Regions from separate parts of the Sus scrofa genome. Here region 1 is linked to region 2. A link is a contact called in public Hi-C data. All regions are on one chromosome and are shown on one strand. The core of a region is the stretch at or near the end of the contact, and the rest is flanking DNA. Distances in the headings are between cores, read along the strand shown. Region 1 has its middle 550 kb from the start of UTRN. Region 2 has its middle 340 kb from the start of EPM2A.

Region 1 (4,944 bases), core at 170-2,669, 360 kb before region 2:
CGTGGCGCAGTGGTTAACGAATCCGACTAGGAACCATGAGGTTGCGGGTTTGGTCCCTGCCCTTGCTCAGTGGGTTAACGATCCGGCGTTGCTGTGAGCTGTGGTGTAGGTTGCAGACTCGGCTTGGATCCCGCGTTGCTGTGGCTCTGGCGTAGGCCGGAGGCTACAGCTCCGATTCGACCCCTAGCCCGGGAACCTCCATATGCCGCGGGAGCGGCCCTAGAAATGGCAAAAAGACAAAAAACAAAACAAAACAAAACTCCAGTGAAACAATGACGTCATAAAGTAAGGTTTGGGAATGACAACTGGTTTTAGAACTCCAAGTTTTCCTTCATGTGCATCACAAGGTCAGGTGTTTCTAGTGCTGTCCCTAGCTCCCTCACAGCAGAGACATTCTGGGCATTGAGCCAGTTCTTTTCTTTGGTTGACAGGTGCAGAGGGCTGATGATAGCCTCTGGTTCATGTCACACTATTATCCCACTTGGTGCCAGGTCCCTCTCCTGTTTTTATATGTCTGATTATTCCCTTTGGTCACCATGACGCACTCCCATTTCTACTCCCTCTCCCACTAAGTCAAACATTCTAATATGTCTGATGGTATCTTCGATTTTATCTATTCTTGAAAACCCTTATGGTGGTTTCTGTGCAAATGTGTAGATGTTGAGGCCTCATCGTAAGGTATAAACCCTGCACTGGAAAAATCCTAGAGCCAAGAATGTGGACTCCAGTGCCGGCTCTGCCCCTCTCCAAAGGCATTTCCAATGCTAGCCGTCCTCTGCAAGCCTATTCCTTCGTCTTAAAGTGAGGATAAGGCTACCTGCCTTGTCTCTCTCTCAGGTTTGTAGGAACCAAATACGACAATGATTCTAAAGACATGTTTAAGCTATAAAGCATTTAAAGCTATAAAGCTCACATGTATGGTTTTATGTCAGAATCATCTGTGTTATGGAAAGCGGTGGCTGTTTTGAAAAGGCTACTTTTAGAAGTTGCCTCATGGAGGAGAAATCTGATTCTAAGCTGTTATGGATGGAACTGGGTTCTCTCAAAATTCATATGTTGAAGCTCTGACTCCCAATGTGATTGTATTTATTGATAGGGTTTACAAGGATATAAGAAAGGTTAAATGAGGTCATAAGGGTGGGGCCTTAATCCAGTATGATGCCTATCCTTATAAGAAGGGAAGAGACACCAGATATCTCTTTTAGCCCCAGCATGCTCAGAGAAGAGGTCATATGAGAATAGAAAGAGAAGCCAGGGAGAGAGGTTTCACTAAAACCAACCCTAATAGAACCTTAATAGAATAGGACTTCCGGCCTCCAAAACTGTGAGAAAATAAATTTCTCTTGTTTAAGCCACTCAGTCTCTGGTATTTTGTTATGGCAGCCAGAACCATGTATGACTAATACACAGGCACTCCTCAGCCATGTATGATTTGGATGCAAAGGTATGATTCCTAGATCTGGAACGTGTCTGGCACCCTGGAGTGATAACTCAATATGGAGTTAATTTGCATTTCATTTAATTTAATCTGTGCATCATGGCACTTTTGGAAAAGAATCCTAAAATCAGGGCTGCCAACACTGCTGCAGTGACAGCAGCACCCTGCTGGTAATACATCCTGAGAGGATCAATCATAAAACCCAGTGAAAAAAAAAATAAAAAAAAAAAATAAAACCCAGTGATACAATAGTTGTTCCTCCTAGGATGTGTCTCAACACAATAACATGATATTCTAGATACCCGTTTCTTGCTCTCTAACACCTAGAATATGAAAACATAAAATCTCAGAAAAGTTTGGTTGGATAGCAGGTAGTAAATTAACTTTTTAAAAATATTCTTTTAATACCTCATTATTCAGTCCGCTCTTTAGCATTTGTGGATGCAAAGTCATTTCTGGGATGGCCAATCTTCTTAACTGGTAAGAAGTTACCAGATGTTAGATAAGAATCTGTCACCAGAATTCCTCTTAGGAAGAGGACTTTTTTTTTTTTTTTTGCTTTTTAGGGTGACACCCATGGCATAAGGTAGTTCCCAGGCCAGTGGTGGAATTAAATTAGAGCTGCAGCTTCTGGCCTGCACCACACCCATGACAACACCGGATCTGAGCCACATCTGTGACCTATACCACAGCTCACGGGGCTCACGGAAATGTCAGATCCTTAACCCACTGAATGAAGCCAGGAATTGAACCCACATCCTCATGGTTACTAATTGGATTCATTTCCACTGAGCCACAATGAGAAGTCTGGAAAAGAACTATTTTTGTGTTTGGAAAATACACTAGCAGAGCTTGAGGGTAGCCAGGGACATCTCTTGTCTGATGGAAGGAATACAACTGTTCTACAGAAGATGAAGGGAGACGTGTGTCTATCATTAAAGAAAAGGGATGGGGAGGGAGGAGACAAAAGAAGAAGAATGCCATTGGGGTCAGTGAGAGAGAGGGTTTGCTGAAGGCTGCATGCTATGTAATAGGACCATTCCCAAAGATTCCTCCCACAACCAGTAAAGTTAATATATCTGTGCATGGTGTGACTGCATCTGTTATGGACAGGTGAAAGATGAGGTTTGTGCCGTGGCAGTGATGGACCAGCTCAGCTGGACACAGGGCAGAGACAGATGACACAAGGAGTAAGCTAACCATAAAGAATCAGTAGGAATCATGTGAAAAGTTTAGGTTTCTACAAGTGAGTATTTAAGTCAGATTGACCTGTAAGACCCTGGTGGGCATTGAAACCACATGAATAGAAGGAGAAAGCCAAGCTGCCCTGAATTTCTTAAACATCTGGATGGAGTTTGGGGGAATGTGTCTACCAAAACATCAAGACTGCAGCACCCTTAGGTTCATGCTTCCAGCGAGCTGGCTTTCCCAGGAAGAGGCAAAATAAGGATCAAGAACCATATCAGCTTGCAGAAAGGGACCACGAGAAAATCACAAAGAGAGAAAATGGTGCACAGGAAGTCTGAGTTGCACAAAACAGGTGTAGAGCTGTGTTGGGTGACCATCTCTTGGCATTGCTGGAAGCTCCAACTGGCCCCTCAGTGCCAAGCAAATGAATTCTTTCTGTCCCATGGTTGTGGCAAGCACATAATCATGCAACATTTTTAGACACATGGAGAGCCGACTGGCTAGACGTGTGTCTGAGATGGTACATCATTTTCCTGAATAGTTAGTTCTACCTTCCCTTCATTTCTTTGCTAGCAGCAGTTTTCTGAGGCTTGAGCTCAGCTTTTTTCTCTGTATAATATGGCATGCATTTAAAATGGTTGCATCATTTTAAACTTTGGGAAAATAGAATTTGAAAGGATTGAGAGGGTGTAGGACTGACAGTTTTCCACTGAGCTACCAGACAGGATAGAATCCATCTCTCTGACTCCTGACAGGTAAGGGGTTGATTTCATTTTACATGCCTGTTGGTGGATGGCACTGATCAGGTTTTAATCCATAATAGGAAGACAGAGTGGCAAGCCTTGTCTCTGTTCAGGTTCCTCTCTTGCCTCTGAGACCCTGTCTGCAAGCAAACGACTGGTTCTGACCTATTTCTTTCTAACAGTAATTATAGCTCTTATCAGTTTTCCATAAAAAGTCCAATGTGGGGGGAAAAAAATTGAAAACTTGATGGAGCAAAACATGGGGTTGAATAAGAATGTCACTTACCCTCCCCTGTTTCACATTTCTCTTTGCTGTAATGAACACGTTCCCTCAGAGGCAGAAACCCAAGGCTAGTTGTGACAGAAATGAAAAACAATTCAGGTTCATTGCCATAGAAGTGTTATGACTCAGTTTCAGTAGACAAGAGGTACCTAGGGAGTCTTCTTGTTTTGCTGCATTCTTACCTCCACTCTTTACTAAACTTACTTAATTGGAAATTAGAATTTACATTATGGGAATAAGGATGTTCTTTCTCCCCACCTAAGGCCATCTCCTGGAACATCCTTATCCCAGTGTCCACTCACGGAAAAATGGAGGTGCTGGGGGAGACAGAACGCCTCTCTGGAGGCAAATCGATACATTCAGGCTTTATCTTTCCTGCCAGCGCATGCATTGGGAATATATATAGAAACCTCTGGAGACATTAATGTGGAGCCAGCCAGAAAGAAACATTCTGAAAACTGGCTTCTTTCTAATAAAGTTGTGGGTCATTTTGAAAGCACAGTTTCATGGTAAATTTGTTGCCAGGCTCTTAAGCATCTCATGACAGTAACGAAGCTAGGGTTGGGGATGGAGGGGTGTTGACAGGAGGCTCTGTGTGTGTGTGTGTGGTTCACAGGCACAGTGTCAGAGGGACCTGCAAAAAGATTGAGTGAGGCAGAGTTGCAGAAGAGGAAGACAGAGACTGGAGAAAGCCCATGAATGGCTGCCTGCCCTTGAGCCCTGCCCACTTTATTGGAAATACAGGAGGAAAAATACAGCATAGCAAATATAACATGGATGAAACAACAATAAGTGTTCAGAAATTGCAAAGTAATCGCAAGAAACACAGCTTCTCACCTTCACTGTTTTCATATATGACTAATTACCAGTATTCCATGAAACAGAACCTGGAGTTTCAGTGTGATAGACAATGACAGGTTTTGGAAATGTTTACTCTGGTTGGCCAACTAGAAACACCCTGTTGCTTTCCTAAAACTCATGGAGTTTAAGGTTAGCCTGCTGTGCTCAGAGGAATCCTTGGTAGAAATCCCTGCTTGTTAGCAGATACAAAAGGGATTTTCAAATGAGGAAGCATGTGGCTGAACGCTGCTCATCTGCTTTGATAAATATTCAGGGAAGCAGCACTGTTCAGCCTGTGGAGATAAAACCTGTTTGATTTTGACCATGGGAGTCCTCAGAATCTGACATTTTTAGCAGAGTACGGCATTCTGGCTAGTCAGGGAATAAGCCCATGGCTTTTAAACATGTATGGAAATCCATCCAGCCTATAGTTGGCTATCCTTAAAAATCAT
Region 2 (4,448 bases), core at 1,778-4,277:
ACAATTCATCTCAGATTTTATATCACTCTGGCTAATAATTAACTGATTTCTGAGTGATGTAACCTGTGAAATGACAGCATGAAGCTGCTAACAAATACCTCAGGAAGACATGGTAATGATTTCTCCCAGGTGTTTGAAAAAAAAAAAAAGAGAGAGAGAGAGAGAGAGAGAAGAGAGGAAAGAGGAAGTGGATCTGATAAGTATTAAATAGCAGTATTGCTTTTATATAGAAATGGCATGAATAATTTATTGACTGCATCAGCAGACATATTTAGCCTTGTGCTGTGAAGGTGAGCACTCGGCCATGTGTTCCTCTTACATCACAGGAGCTCACAGCCACCAGCATTGGGTCACTAGCCTTTCCAAGAGCTATTTTAAAACAGATGTGGCAATTATTTTTTTCTAACACAATAACTAAGGAATAATTAAAAAGTTATGTTGCCTGAATCCACAAACTATCTTAAAGGGGAAATGCTTCAAGGGGGATATGGCATAAAGAAGGCATGTTATATTCCTAAAGACTGCTCCAGATGGATTTGAACCTTACATTAAAATAACCTCCTCTGTGCTCTGCAGTTTTCCACCATCCTCATTCAGTACCCTGTCCCTGGCTTCTCTACAGTTTCATTTGTCCGAGAAACAACAATTATAGCAAGGACTGGAAAGTATACTCCAGAGGCAACCAAGCCATTGCTACTTTTTCAATCTAAATATATGCTATTTGATACCATTGCTTTCTGTTAGAGTTAATGTGTGTCTCCTGAAAAGGTATGTTGAAATCCTGACTCCAGATACCTGTGAATGTGACCTTTTCTGGAAATAGGCTTTGGAGGTGTAATCAAGTTAAGGTCATTAGATAATCCAATACAACTAGTTGTCCTTATGAAAAAAGGAAAGTGACCCAGATTTAGACCCACAAGGATAACATCACATGATACTGGAGGCAGAAACTGAAGTGCTGCACTACAAGCTAAGGAATGCCCCAAATTGCCAGCAATACCAGAGGCTAAGAGAAGAGCATAGAATAGATTCTCCCATTGACCCTTCAGAGAGAGAATGTCCCTGCCAACATCTGGATTTCAGACTTCTTACCTCCAGAACTGTGAGCGAATACATTTCTTTGGTTTAAACCACCCTGTTTGTGGTGTTTTGTTACAGTAGCCTTAGGAAACTAATGTACTCTCTAAATTTAGATCTACAGAGTGAGGAGCAATGAGCTAGCCAGCTTACCAAGATAAACTGATTATGTGTGATCTGGATATTCACCAAGGGTGCAATATTTCTACACACCCATTAATAAAAAAGCATGTTGCAATTTAGGTTGATTGAGTTTGTCTCAGTTTGTCTAGGCAGCCCTGTTTCCATTTACTTTCTGGCAAACCAACTAACATCTCTTTTCACTTTCAAAAAACCCCAGTTAGGATGATCAGTTATATCACTCTACCTATGTGTATGCCACTAGCCCTTAGCAAACAATGAAATAAAATCTTCACCATTTGTGTTCAGTGCTTTTGATTTAAAAAATTGATGTCTAGTGTCAGAGTCAAAATCCCTCTAACACTACAGCAAATTGAAGTTCAAGATTCCAGGATTCTGGATCACTTTAGACTTAATTTACTCTGGGACCCACAAATTTACATCTGTCTTACCTGGGTCACGTTCCTCAGGAAATAAGATTTCAACTTGTTGAAACCAATTGGAACGAACACAACTAGTCACATCCTGAGGTGTTGAGGTGAGAGGAGAAGGGGAAGAGAATAGCAAGTAAGTTCAAGTGTAGCAGGAGGAGTATTCTGAATCTATGTTTCATTTTGGTTACTGTGGGGTGACGGAAGCCAGCAGTGTGGACACTGAAAAAGAGTCAGAGATGCGGCCTCCATTCTCAGTTGGTCATAAATTCTTCCTAACCTGGACTAGCTCTGTCTTTGACCTCAGTTTTCCCACTTGGAAAGTGAGGGTTTAATAATTGATTTTTAATGATTTTGCACTCGGTTAATTAGGGAATGCTTGGGAAATACCTGCAACAATCTGAAAAGCACACTGTATGTTCCATGTCTTGTTGATGGACCTGCACAGAATATATTGCTCAGTATTGGAAGGAGAAATTAATTTCCATTTCTTGTCAGTTCTATACTTGTTTTATTACTAAGCCACACTGCTGGTGAGGTGAATATATATGAAGAACGACTTCACACAAAGTTACAAATCTTTGTTCACTTTGTTGCCCTCTCCTATATACTGTGTTCAATTTACAATAAAGCAGTGATTGCTTTTAGCCTCATCTCTGGTTTCTAAAGTTAAGACGAGGTTCACTGTTTCTTTTTACACTTATGCTCTCAATCTAACACCTTTGGAAGACAGTCATGGATATTACTGACTGCAAAACCTAGGTTGGAAGTTGCTGGTTTGGGAGCAGTGTGATGTTTCCCAGGATATTTGCAAATGCAGGTGTGGGCAGGGGGTGTCTAGTACCTTGTTAATGTCCATACCCTGCACTGCTCCTCCTCTGTGTTCCTACAGTGCCCTTTGAATAGCGATACTGTCGTAATGACAGCATCGTAATTTTGTTTATAGTTTTGTTTCTTCCACAGGATTATGAGTTCCTAAAATTTGGGAATACATCTTACTTATATTTTTATCATCAGTATTTCCCAAATACTGGAAAATCGATGCCATTCAATGCACATTTGTTGAATACATGAGCAGCAATCTTTTAAGGAATTGGCTTGTAATTGAATCAACAGACAGCCTGGGGGCTTTGTAATGTGCCACCTTGGCTAGGCTCAAATATGTTTACAAGATACTCTTTCTCTAAATTTTTTCTTTTGAAATGATCCATGAGAGACAATTTTTGGCATGAGATTTGGAGAATAGAAGTGAAGTAGCAACCATCTTGTCTTTTAATGCCCAAAGGTTGAAGCAAGGTTGTCAGATGTTTTTGTAGCTCATTGTGTCTTATCTGTTGGCTCACCTCCTTGGCATTGGAATGCAGCCAGGCTTGAAAACAACTGGTGAACTGCCCTCAGATCCTCCTGGAGTTTCTCCAATTCGTATGTCACATTGTGTTTAGCTCCATGATGAAGGGCGATGGTGTGTCCTGTGGAATACTCATATCTTCGAGTGTGGAAGCACTGAGAAGTGAAGAATGGATTCTGGTTCCAGTCTGTCCTGAAAGTTCTACATTACCCTGCCTTCCCTCACTCTCCATCTTCTTACCCTCAGACAGCCTGTCTGTGGACTTTGAGTCCTGGATCAGATGGAGAGGCAACAGTCATGCTGAGATTGCTTAACTCATACAAGTGTGTAAGGTCAAATCCTTGTAACAAATCCCTTTACACACACACACCTATGTATATATGTAAGTATATATGTCTTTATACCGCCTATGGAAGCTTGTGCTTTTCCATTTGAATGCTGATTGAGACAGCCAGTTTATGAGAGTATAGAAGTAAATTGCCTAAGAGTGCTTATCTGTGTGTGTGTGTATGTGTGTGTGTAGGTGTGTGTAGGTGTACACAAAAGCACTATTGGTTAGGATAATGGTAGCCTTTGGAACTAACATATCCATAAAACAAATTTCTCAGCAACTGAACACAATCGATCTCTTTTTCTTCCTCTATGAATGTCTAGTGTGTGTATTTCTGCTTGGTAGGGAGAGAACATATTCCTTTTCTGTACCGATTTAGAAACCCAGCCTGAGGAGATTCTACTGCTTTCAAGAAGTGATTTCTGAGGTCTCCTTGGGCAACAAAATTCAGCCAACAGGTGGGAGAAGAGGGTGGAATATTCATATCCACTTCCTAGCGCCTCAGGTTAGACGTGACACTCACCACTCTGCTTATATTCCATGGTGAGAACTGGTTCCTTGGCACCACTTAGAAGGAAGAGGTGTCCTGGGAAATGGGATCCCTGGTGGGGCCGCCTCTTTCAGACACAACTGTGTTGTAGAAGGGGAACACACGTGTGCGGAGGAATAGCTAGCCATCACTGCCACACAGACGCTTATGTAAAATATGTTGATTAGATCAGAAAACTCAACCATCTTTGTCATCCATCCTGGTTCTTGGCCTGCTTAGGAAAAAAAACAAAAGGATCAGTCCGCAGGGAGCCTGAGAGAATTTGGCTGACTTCAGAATGGCTTGTTTAATTGTATCCTGAGGTGAATTGAAGGCAGCACAGCTTGCAGCCACTTTGGAAGGGGCTCTGGCCCTTGGAGATAAAGCTAAAATTGAAATATCCATTCGAAAATTCTACACTAACTGCCAACACCATTAACATCCAAGTTCCATCTGAATATGTCTTGAAGGTAGCTTGCCGACTCCCAGATGCAGCAGCTCCACCAGAGTTTGATCCTTTTGTTTGCTGGAGTTGGCTGCTGTAGCTACAGACATCATTGGTCTGGAGGAAGCAGTTATGTACCAGCATTTGGTCCCCCTTTTGGAATAAAC

What was found. Hi-C and Micro-C count contacts between places; a contact is called where the count stands out from the background.
Region 1: a Hi-C map of fetal heart ventricle shows a contact between it and region 2, with 2.0 times the contacts expected there. The contact joins two enhancer-like sites. A contact is called at or near these places in 2 of 47 Hi-C or Micro-C datasets (fetal heart ventricle and heart right ventricle).

The regions. Positions count from the first base shown.
Region 1 is chr1:20,494,751-20,499,694 of Sscrofa11.1, reverse strand. No RefSeq gene overlaps it. Among named protein-coding and RNA genes, the nearest start is that of UTRN, 550 kb to the left of the region's middle. Within about 2 kb of position 1,419, at least 4 of the 83 cell types and tissues checked have an H3K27ac peak or open chromatin away from gene starts, as enhancers often do.
Region 2 is chr1:20,141,845-20,146,292 of Sscrofa11.1, reverse strand. No RefSeq gene overlaps it. Among named protein-coding and RNA genes, the nearest start is that of EPM2A, 340 kb to the right of the region's middle. Within about 2 kb of position 3,027, at least 2 of the 83 cell types and tissues checked have an H3K27ac peak or open chromatin away from gene starts, as enhancers often do.